Linked DNA regions of Ovis aries: all the other regions are linked to region 2. The links are chromatin contacts, called in public Hi-C maps. All regions are on one chromosome and are shown on one strand. Each heading gives the region's core, a stretch centred on a gene start, on an enhancer-like site or on the middle of the called end of the contact. The rest is flanking DNA. Distances are from core to core; before and after follow the strand shown. Region 1 overlaps LOC105602212 (a long non-coding RNA gene). Region 2 has its middle 180 kb from the start of SORL1. Region 3 overlaps LOC105602212 (a long non-coding RNA gene).

Evidence for each region. Hi-C and Micro-C count contacts between places; a contact is called where the count stands out from the background.
Region 1: a contact with region 2 is called in a Hi-C map of hypothalamus, with 6 times the contacts expected there. The contact joins two enhancer-like sites. A contact is called at or near these places in 9 of 16 Hi-C or Micro-C datasets (blood, hypothalamus, liver and 5 more).
Region 3: a Hi-C map of tail adipose tissue shows a contact between it and region 2, with 17 times the contacts expected there. The contact joins two enhancer-like sites. A contact is called at or near these places in 7 of 16 Hi-C or Micro-C datasets (hypothalamus, muscle, omental adipose tissue and 3 more).

Annotation. Positions count from the first base shown.
Region 1 is chr15:32,602,962-32,605,661 of ARS-UI_Ramb_v3.0, reverse strand. It overlaps LOC105602212 (a long non-coding RNA gene), which reads left to right. Exons shown (of 6, transcript XR_009596614.1): 3 at 901-1,052. Among named protein-coding and RNA genes, the nearest start is that of TRNAC-ACA, 58 kb to the right of the region's middle. Within about 2 kb of position 1,326, at least 20 of the 54 cell types and tissues checked have an H3K27ac peak or open chromatin away from gene starts, as enhancers often do. A contact at or near this core is called in hypothalamus, where this site is marked.
Region 2 is chr15:31,983,325-31,986,024 of ARS-UI_Ramb_v3.0, reverse strand. No RefSeq gene overlaps it. Among named protein-coding and RNA genes, the nearest start is that of SORL1, 180 kb to the right of the region's middle. Within about 2 kb of position 1,269, at least 29 of the 54 cell types and tissues checked have an H3K27ac peak or open chromatin away from gene starts, as enhancers often do. A contact at or near this core is called in hypothalamus, where this site is marked.
Region 3 is chr15:32,504,403-32,507,102 of ARS-UI_Ramb_v3.0, reverse strand. LOC105602212 (a long non-coding RNA gene) reads left to right here. Exons shown (of 6, transcript XR_009596614.1): 5 at 497-2,700. Among named protein-coding and RNA genes, the nearest start is that of MIR125B, 4.8 kb to the right of the region's middle. Within about 2 kb of position 1,447, at least 1 of the 54 cell types and tissues checked has an H3K27ac peak or open chromatin away from gene starts, as enhancers often do.

The sequences.
Region 1 (2,700 bases), core at 77-2,576, 620 kb before region 2:
GCAACCCACTTCAGTATTCTTGCCTGTAGAATCCCATGGACAGAGGAGCCTGGCAGGCTCCAGTCCCTGGGGTCACAAAAGAGTCAGACAAGACTGAGCGACTAATGCTTTCATGTTCACCTCTACTTGCCTGCCAGGGTAAGTGGGAATGAATGAGATGGAATCTCTCCAGAGAAAGACACTGAACACAACAGTCTGTTTCCATCAAGGTGGGGAGCAGGAAGTTGCCAGGACTCCAAAAGGCCAGGTGTCAACACTGGTGCGAGTCCAGGAGCCTGGACCATCCTCCTCTCCTCAGATGGCGGACATCACGCCCCTCTCCCCGGAAGAGCCCGGTGTGAATATCCGACTTTATGATCTGTTAGGGCCGGTGAGGGAATTGGACATGAAACGGAGGCAAATGGTGGCCAATCACCATGTCCACACAGAGCATAAACTGTGCAAGCTCATGACTCATGCCGTACTCACCTGGACCGGAGACCCCCAGGCACTGGGAACTCTGCCTCCCCAGACTGTTTCTCTGGTCAGTTGCGGAGGACCCCGACCCTGCAGCTCACACTGGGGCTGTTACTTGTGGCTGGAACGGGTCTCCACAGCCCCGGGCAGGGGCACGCCCCAGGGGCGTGTGCACACCTCTCCCTGCTCCTCCAGGAGGCCCTGGCCTGGCTGGGTACCGCCTTGCCATGCCCCGCATCTTCCACAAGGGGGAGCCCCCGGAGGGCAGCGGAATTTGGGAAGCGCTGAAGTTTTCTCCTCCTGTCCTCTAGCTGATTTTCCCCGAACCCAACTGTTAGATTCCTTTGTTGTAATGTGGGGGCCTGAGCTGACACTTTTGGAGGCTGCGGGTGAGAACCACAGCTGATCTGCCATTTTTTTCCTGGTTTGTTGTTCTTTACCTAGCATCATCAGCTAAGGAGGAAAAGTAACAAAGAACTTGAGGACTTTCATGGCTCCCAGGCCCTGGATGGAGGCCGGCGGCATCAGGCAGCTTCAGACAGAGAACCGTGGAAGCCGAGGGGCAGCCGGGATGCGCCTGGGGCTGCAAAGCCCAGGTAGGTACCTGGGAGGGGTTGACAGAGGGGCGCCGGGGGCCCAGAGCCCCTGAAGGTGGGAAAAGTGGACGGACTGGAGGGATGGAGGACGAGCAGTGCAGACAGGACCTGAGAGGTTGAGGGAGAGTGAGGGAGGAGCCCCAAAAGAGTGCAGAAGAAAAAGTGATGCAAAAGGGTGACCTTGGAGCCGGAGAGGGAGGGTTTGGGGGCTGACTCAGAGACTTTATTTGAAGTTGGTTCCAGCTCGGCTGCCCTAGAAACTTTATAGGACATCAGAGGCTGGGAGTTTGAGAGTGAAGGCTCAGTTGCACAAGAAATTTCAAAGTGAGTAGGTGTGCCTGGGAGTCTCTCTAACCATTTGGGTTGTGTGTCATCGAGCCACACCTACTCCGGCTTTTCTACCTAAACCAGGAGGATTCCTTGCCTGATGGTGTGTTCAGGTTCTCTCCACCTGGAACCACTGTCTCGGGCTTTCTCTCCATGCTTCCAATGCCCACAGTTACTCTCGAGAATGACTAGGAGGCAAGTTCTCATTCTGCCACTTAGTGAGATTCACTTAAGCAAGGAAACCTCAGGGTCTTCATTTTCCTTGCCTATAAAGGGAGATAATAATATATTACTGATGAGCCTTATAGGATTTTTCTGAGGATTGAGTAAGTACGATAATGTGAATAAATGCTCTTAATAGATTATAATTGCTAGCTAAATAAAAGATGGCATTAGTACTAATTAATCAGTGAATGTACCCTTCCTACTCTCAGTGGGATATTTTCCTACTGGGCTTTGAAAGAACCTGTGTGAGCATGTGTATGTGTGTCTAAGTGCATATGTGTATCTGTGTATATGTATATCTTTGACAGATAAGTAGGAAACTTTGTGTTCTTTCGCTTCCAGCCACCTTCAAATGTTCCTTTTCGCAGCCTCGGCTGCATTTTTCTATTTTTCAAACACGCGGATAATGATTGATGGTGTCTGCTTGGCTCCCTGGACAAGTGATTTTTCTGTGTCCTGGACACTGTGCTGCCCAGGTCAATGTCATACCATGCCTTAGGCACATGATCAGACCAAATACGCTTGGAAGAAGCAAATAAGAGGTTGTTTTTATAATCCCATCATCATATTCCCTGACAACGTTCTTTCCAGTCCGCTTGTTATTCACAGAAGTGTCTCATATGGGAGGCTGGGTTCTGCATTCTGAGTCAGGCTGGTTCAAGCAACCTATGAAGGCTGCCGAGCTTGGCTTTGATACCTATGGACACATTCACTCTTTCCTGGGGTTTTCCAGATGACTGTGGTGTACGAGGAAGGCAGTGTAGACCAGGACAAATCCTTTGATTCCACTGAGCCATCTCTTCCCCATCTGTCAGGTGGAGTCACTACTCCCCTTCCTTCCTGTACCCCTTCATGTAGGGACACCCAAGATAGATGTAAGGCACTCCTAAGATCATACCTGAACCCCTGGAAAGTCTGTAATTCTACAGTGTGATCTCGTTATAAGGTATTACCATTGCTATTCTGCAGGTTTTTCACTAGGGATTTACCTGCCTTTCATCACTTAATTTTAAAAGCTATCTTTTCCTGGATGTTAATGTACTCTCCTCTTCATCTCCACCAACTGGCTGATGAGTCAAATATTTACAGAGATGCT
Region 2 (2,700 bases), core at 20-2,519:
GCTTCCGACACGCAGGACATGCAGCATCTGCCAGACGATTGCTGGCTTTTGATCAGGAGCGTGTCGAGCCTGAGGCCTGCAGGGAATGGCCAGGCTCTCCGTAGTCGGCTAGCAGGAAGCTCTCTGCACCCTTGAAAGAGGTACTTGAAGAATCTGAGCACGGATTGAAAAGTAGGGTACAGGCGGGAGGAGGAGGACTGCCCGACAGAGGTTGCCTCCTAAGCCCAGGCTATTCCATCTCCAGTAAGGGAAGCAAGACACCCTTTCCTGTCCGGTCATCAGAGCAGGATTCCTGAGCTGCCTTGCCACACGTGCTACTCTGCCCCGGGGCTCAGTAAGTCTAAGCCTCAACTGACCTGCCGATAAAACCCGAGACCCCCAGAGCAGGTGCCCGGCATCCGGGGTGCTTGACAGTGTCTCCAGGGTATGGCAGTGACCGAGTGCAGCAGGGCTGTTTACAAGACACTTGAGGCCTTTGGCAGGTCCCCTGGCCAGACGCCTTCAGGCCGTGCTGCGTTTTCTAACTGGGTCCTCCAGGCCCTTTGGCTGGTGTCCTCAGGCAACCCAGTCTGTGTCCTGAGTTGGTGACTGGGGTGCCCCTCACAGCTGTGTGTTAAAATACAGACCCCCCCAAGCCCCCCACCATGCCGGCCCCCTTCCTGATCGGCCAGGCCAAGAGTACGCAGAGGCCCAGCCACAGGCCGATAGTTGGGTTTTGTGTCTCACAATAGCGGCTACGTGATTCGAAGGGCTCTTCTCTTAGAAAACCAGATGCCCACCAGTTCTGCTTATTTGCTCTAACCTTCAAAGAGCCCAGAGGTCCCTTCCTAGTTCAACAAATAAATCCAGTTCCATTCTTGCAGACTTCGACCCACAAAGTTCTATTGTTACGCCTTCCCCGAATTTCCCCTGTTCTGTCCCTCTCAGCCACCTCAGCCCCAGGCGGCTCACCCTTCTTTCATTTGGGGGATAAATCAACCTCTGGGTTTTTGTGTGCGTGGGTTTTTTTTTTTTTTTAATTCTTTCAAAGGGTAAGGAATGTTGACACCCCCTGAAACATGCCTCTGATGTCTGGTTAGACTTCAGACGGCTGTATTTGAACGTGTGCTGACGCAATCGGGCAGATTGGGTTAAACCAAATATTACAATTGCAAGAACTCATCTGGAACTAATAATTTTGAGGCCACCGAAAGTAACAGGGCCCGGCTTCGGGGCCGGCCAGCGGCAGAGACCAGGCCGGGCCGATGCTGCCACCTGCCGGGGGTTCGGGGAACAGGGCGCGCCGCCCCGGCCTTCCTGTTTTGTTCTGGATGCACTGGCTCCCACGCACACGGTCCCCAGCCAGCCAGACCAAGGCTATTTTAAAAAAAACTAGCGCCTCTCCCCAGCCCTTGGTGTAAAGATAGCTAGGCTTGCCGCCCTGGCTTTGTGCTGGGGCGAGGGGCGGGGGGCAGTCTCCCAATTATAGAACCAGGACTGGCTACAGAGGCAGTTGCAGATGGAGCCATGTGCCCTTGGATTCAACAGACCTTGTGTCAGTGGCTCACTTAGGAGGAAGGCTCATTCAAGTCAGAATTTTTATTTTGCGGGGGATGAAGGGAACGCACAACTCTGGGTTATGTCGGCACACTGCTGAACTGCAAGTCACATGCCAGATCCAGAAATGATGAAAACATCTGTTTTCGCTTTAGACCAGGGAGGCTCTGGTGGTGGGGAGGGGCGGGGGAGAGAAGGGATGGGCTTTGCTCACCAGCGCCATCTGCTGAGCCTGGTGTCGAAGCGCATGCATGCCAAGCACAATGCGGGTTGTTGCTCACCCCCGGAAGGGGGGAGATCAACAGGTGGAGGGGGGAGGCGGGGGTCTCGGGCTCAGCGATCACTCTCCTTGGCGGACAGCCTTGATTTTGCCCTAGAGACCTTGCAATTCCATATTGCCCTGGAGTGTTCACAACAAAGAGCTTTGTCCCTGGGGACTGCTCTGGGGTAGAAGAGGAGGAAAGAGAAGCAGCAAATGAATTCCCAGGTTGGGAAGGAAGGAGGTGAAGGGGGAAGGGAATAAGCTCGTTGGTGGTTTGCAGACAGTAAAATTTGCTGTTCCTTCTGGCTGAAACCTGCCAGAACAAAGGAACTGCACCTCGCCTCTAGGAGAACTCCCAGATGTGTTTCCCCCCAGCCGTCCCTCTTTGCTGCCACGGTGGCTTGCACTCTGCATGCTCAGAGACCGTCCTGGTCCGGCCAGGCACGATCAACCCTTAAACGAGAAATTCACCCAGCCCAGTATGAATGGAGCACTGGGGATGGGCTCTGAATAGAAGCCATACCGACAGCCAAGCCACCGCATTTTTTCACTGTTCAGCAAATATTTACTGCCTGCCTGCTAGGTGCCCGGCACTCACTCACTCAGCACAACTATCTGTCATACAGTTTTTAAAACAATACAAATATGTCAGAGGAAGATGTGTGTTTAATGTCGAGTGAGCATCCAAGACAATGACAGCTGTGAGTTCAGAGAGGGGAGGGGATTCCAGACCCTCAGTTAACTTTTTCTCAGTGTTTGGGGGCAATTCTGAGAAGTCCGGTTCTCCTGGTCATTCCTTGTGTAGACTAATCCCCTAAATAACTGATTTCAGTCGACATGACTCAGCCTTGACCTCCATTCATCCAGCCGTAAATCCTTCTCTGCAGTTCCTGGGGAGCTCT
Region 3 (2,700 bases), core at 198-2,697, 520 kb before region 2:
GCAAAAAAAAAAAAAAAAAAAAAAGTCCAACAAGAGAGTGAGAGGGGTCAAAGAAAGGAGATGGTGGTGGCCAGAGATGAAGAAAAGTTGTAAGACGTAAAAGGATTTGAGACCTCCTAAAAATCTGAGGAGTGGAAAACTAGATGTGCTTAAAATGATGGTGGGGGAGAGGGAGAGCAACTATTGGGGCCTGTGAAACCATGCCAGGAACTGCGAGCCAGGGGCAGTGGCAGAGGGGAAGGCCAGGTAAGACAAAGCAGAAATCTGGCTCCCTACAATGCAGCATGGAGCTGGGATACAGAATTTGCTGCAGTGGGAGGTGGGGCCAGTCTGGCACAGTCTGTGGGTTTGAAAGGAGCTGGGCGGGTTGGAGAATGCCAGGCCGCCTTTGTAGTTCTGAGTTCAGAGAGGGGGTAACAAATACTGGGTTTCAGGTCAGAAGCCTGGCTTGGGTGGCTTCTGGAGAAATTTTCCCTCTGCTCCCAAACTCTTACAGTGTGCTCATCACACCGCTGGCCTCCAATCAGAGCATGAACACGTGTCCCGGAGGCCGTCCAAGCAGAGATTTCAGCAGTGGTACCTGTTGGCCGACTCATGGGGCCCTTTCCCTTTCCTGTTCCCTGGAGGCGGTAAACTGGGCTGAACACAATATCCTTGTATATTTCCCATCATCCTCCCAACATGCTTCACCTCTCCCAGACTCCTAGGGTTAATCCCCAAGACAACCTTGCTTTGAAAGAAAAAATGTGGTGAGCCTACTTGAAGATTTGGATCCCAGAGGCCTCTTCTCTGTCCTGCCTCAGCCAGACACGGGGCAAAGAGACGGACGTTTACAGAGAAAGAAGCAGTAAGTTCTTGTTGTTGCTTGTTTTCAATGTTTGATTGCTCTCCAGATTTAGGGTCCTTGAAAGCAATGGGCTTTTCTTTTCTTCTTTTTCTCTCCTCTCTCTCTTTTTTTCTTTCTTCCTCTGCAGAAATTAATCATATCCCCTTCCCATCCTGCGGGTGATTCATAAAAGCAATTGCATTAGAAAGTGCTTCTCCGTTGCTGCTCGTAGCCTGAGTTAAAGATATCTGAAGTTGATCTGTGTGTGCCTGTTCGCAGTACTGTAATATTTGGAAATGTATCTGCATTTGTAAAAATGATTTGCACTGATGATTCTTCCCTAGAAGAAACACTACATAGCTGGCTGATTGATTGTAATGATGATGAATTTGTCCCAGGACTGGCATGGATGTCTTTGGGGATTTTTGTGCCTATTTGCTGCTCATCAAAGGGAAGCACAGACCGAGTTTGGAATGAGGGTGTGGTCCGCCTGATTCAGCTTCCTTCCCGGCCCATCTCTGACTCCTGCCTCCTGCTCCTCCCCTCCCACCCTGGCTCCTCTGATCCTTCCTGAGACTGCCAGTGAAACGGCATCCACCTTTCTTTTCCCTTACTGCCTGTGTTGTGCTCCATCAGGTCAGAGACCACTCCCCGTGATCAAACTCATCATGTTTGTGATCTCAGCATATTTTCAATCCAACTGAAATCAACTCCCTTAGCTTCTTCCATCCTGGGATTATTCATCAACATAGTAAGAGCAGTAGTAATACTGTATTTAGAAGTTCCTTAGCACATTGCATCTCTGAGAGTCTTACAGATGTTACTAATTAATCTTCACAACACCCCATCCAGGAGTGGTAAATATTACTAACCATAATAGAATATACACACACACGTGCTCGTGCACACACACACACACCCCCACATACATATGCTAAGGACAGCAAAATAGTTCACTTATTTATCATGGTTCACTTGATACAGTAACTGATATTTTTGAGACACCCATCATAGATACAATAATTAGAGATGTGCTTTTGTTAACAAAACCACTACCCACTTCTAGCGTACCCTTGGGTACTAAATAATTACCCACTTTGTGTGGTTATCTAGCTCACTAATTACCCACAGAAATTGGGGTCAGGTGTTAACTGCTTGAAATAAGTATCCTCTAAAGACATCGCTGAGTTGTATAGAGAAAATGATGTGTTCATAGCAAAACTTTTGTAAGTTACATATTTGTGTATCTTGGTAAACAGAGTGAATACAGACGGGGCTAGATTAGCTCAGTGTGTGAAAATCATGCTGAGCCATTGCTGCAAATATTCGGAGGTTTTGGAGAAGCTCAGGAAATGTCATTCTCTGTCTACCTTTCCTTCGTGAAGATGATCACAATCGTGATTCCCATAATCTGGACTTCATATATGAGGACACTAAGACAATTGATGATTCTCCTTAGGAATGATTCATTTTGGTGTTACAGGGAGGCACCCAGTGAGTCAAAGATTTTTTTTTTTGACAGCTCCACCCTTTATGATTATTCTAGCATGTTTCTTTTTCTGCATCAGTGTAGTGCAAACACCCTATTAGCCAAATCTGAAAAAGATTCTAACCCAGTCTCCAATCCCTGCCAGCCATCTCTTTCTCCTTCCCAGTAATGACAAAAAAAAAAAAGGAAACCCAGCACTATGATTGTAGGTCTTTCCCTTTTTGCCTTGATTTGTTCTGCTTTCCTCTCTCTTCCTCTCCCTTCTTCCTCTCTCTGCATCTTCTTCCTGTTTGTGCTTTTTCTTCTTTTCCTTGGCATCCATCTGTGCTTCTGCAGGTCTCACAGAGACAAAGCACAATATCCTGAGTTGAGCACAAAGAAACTA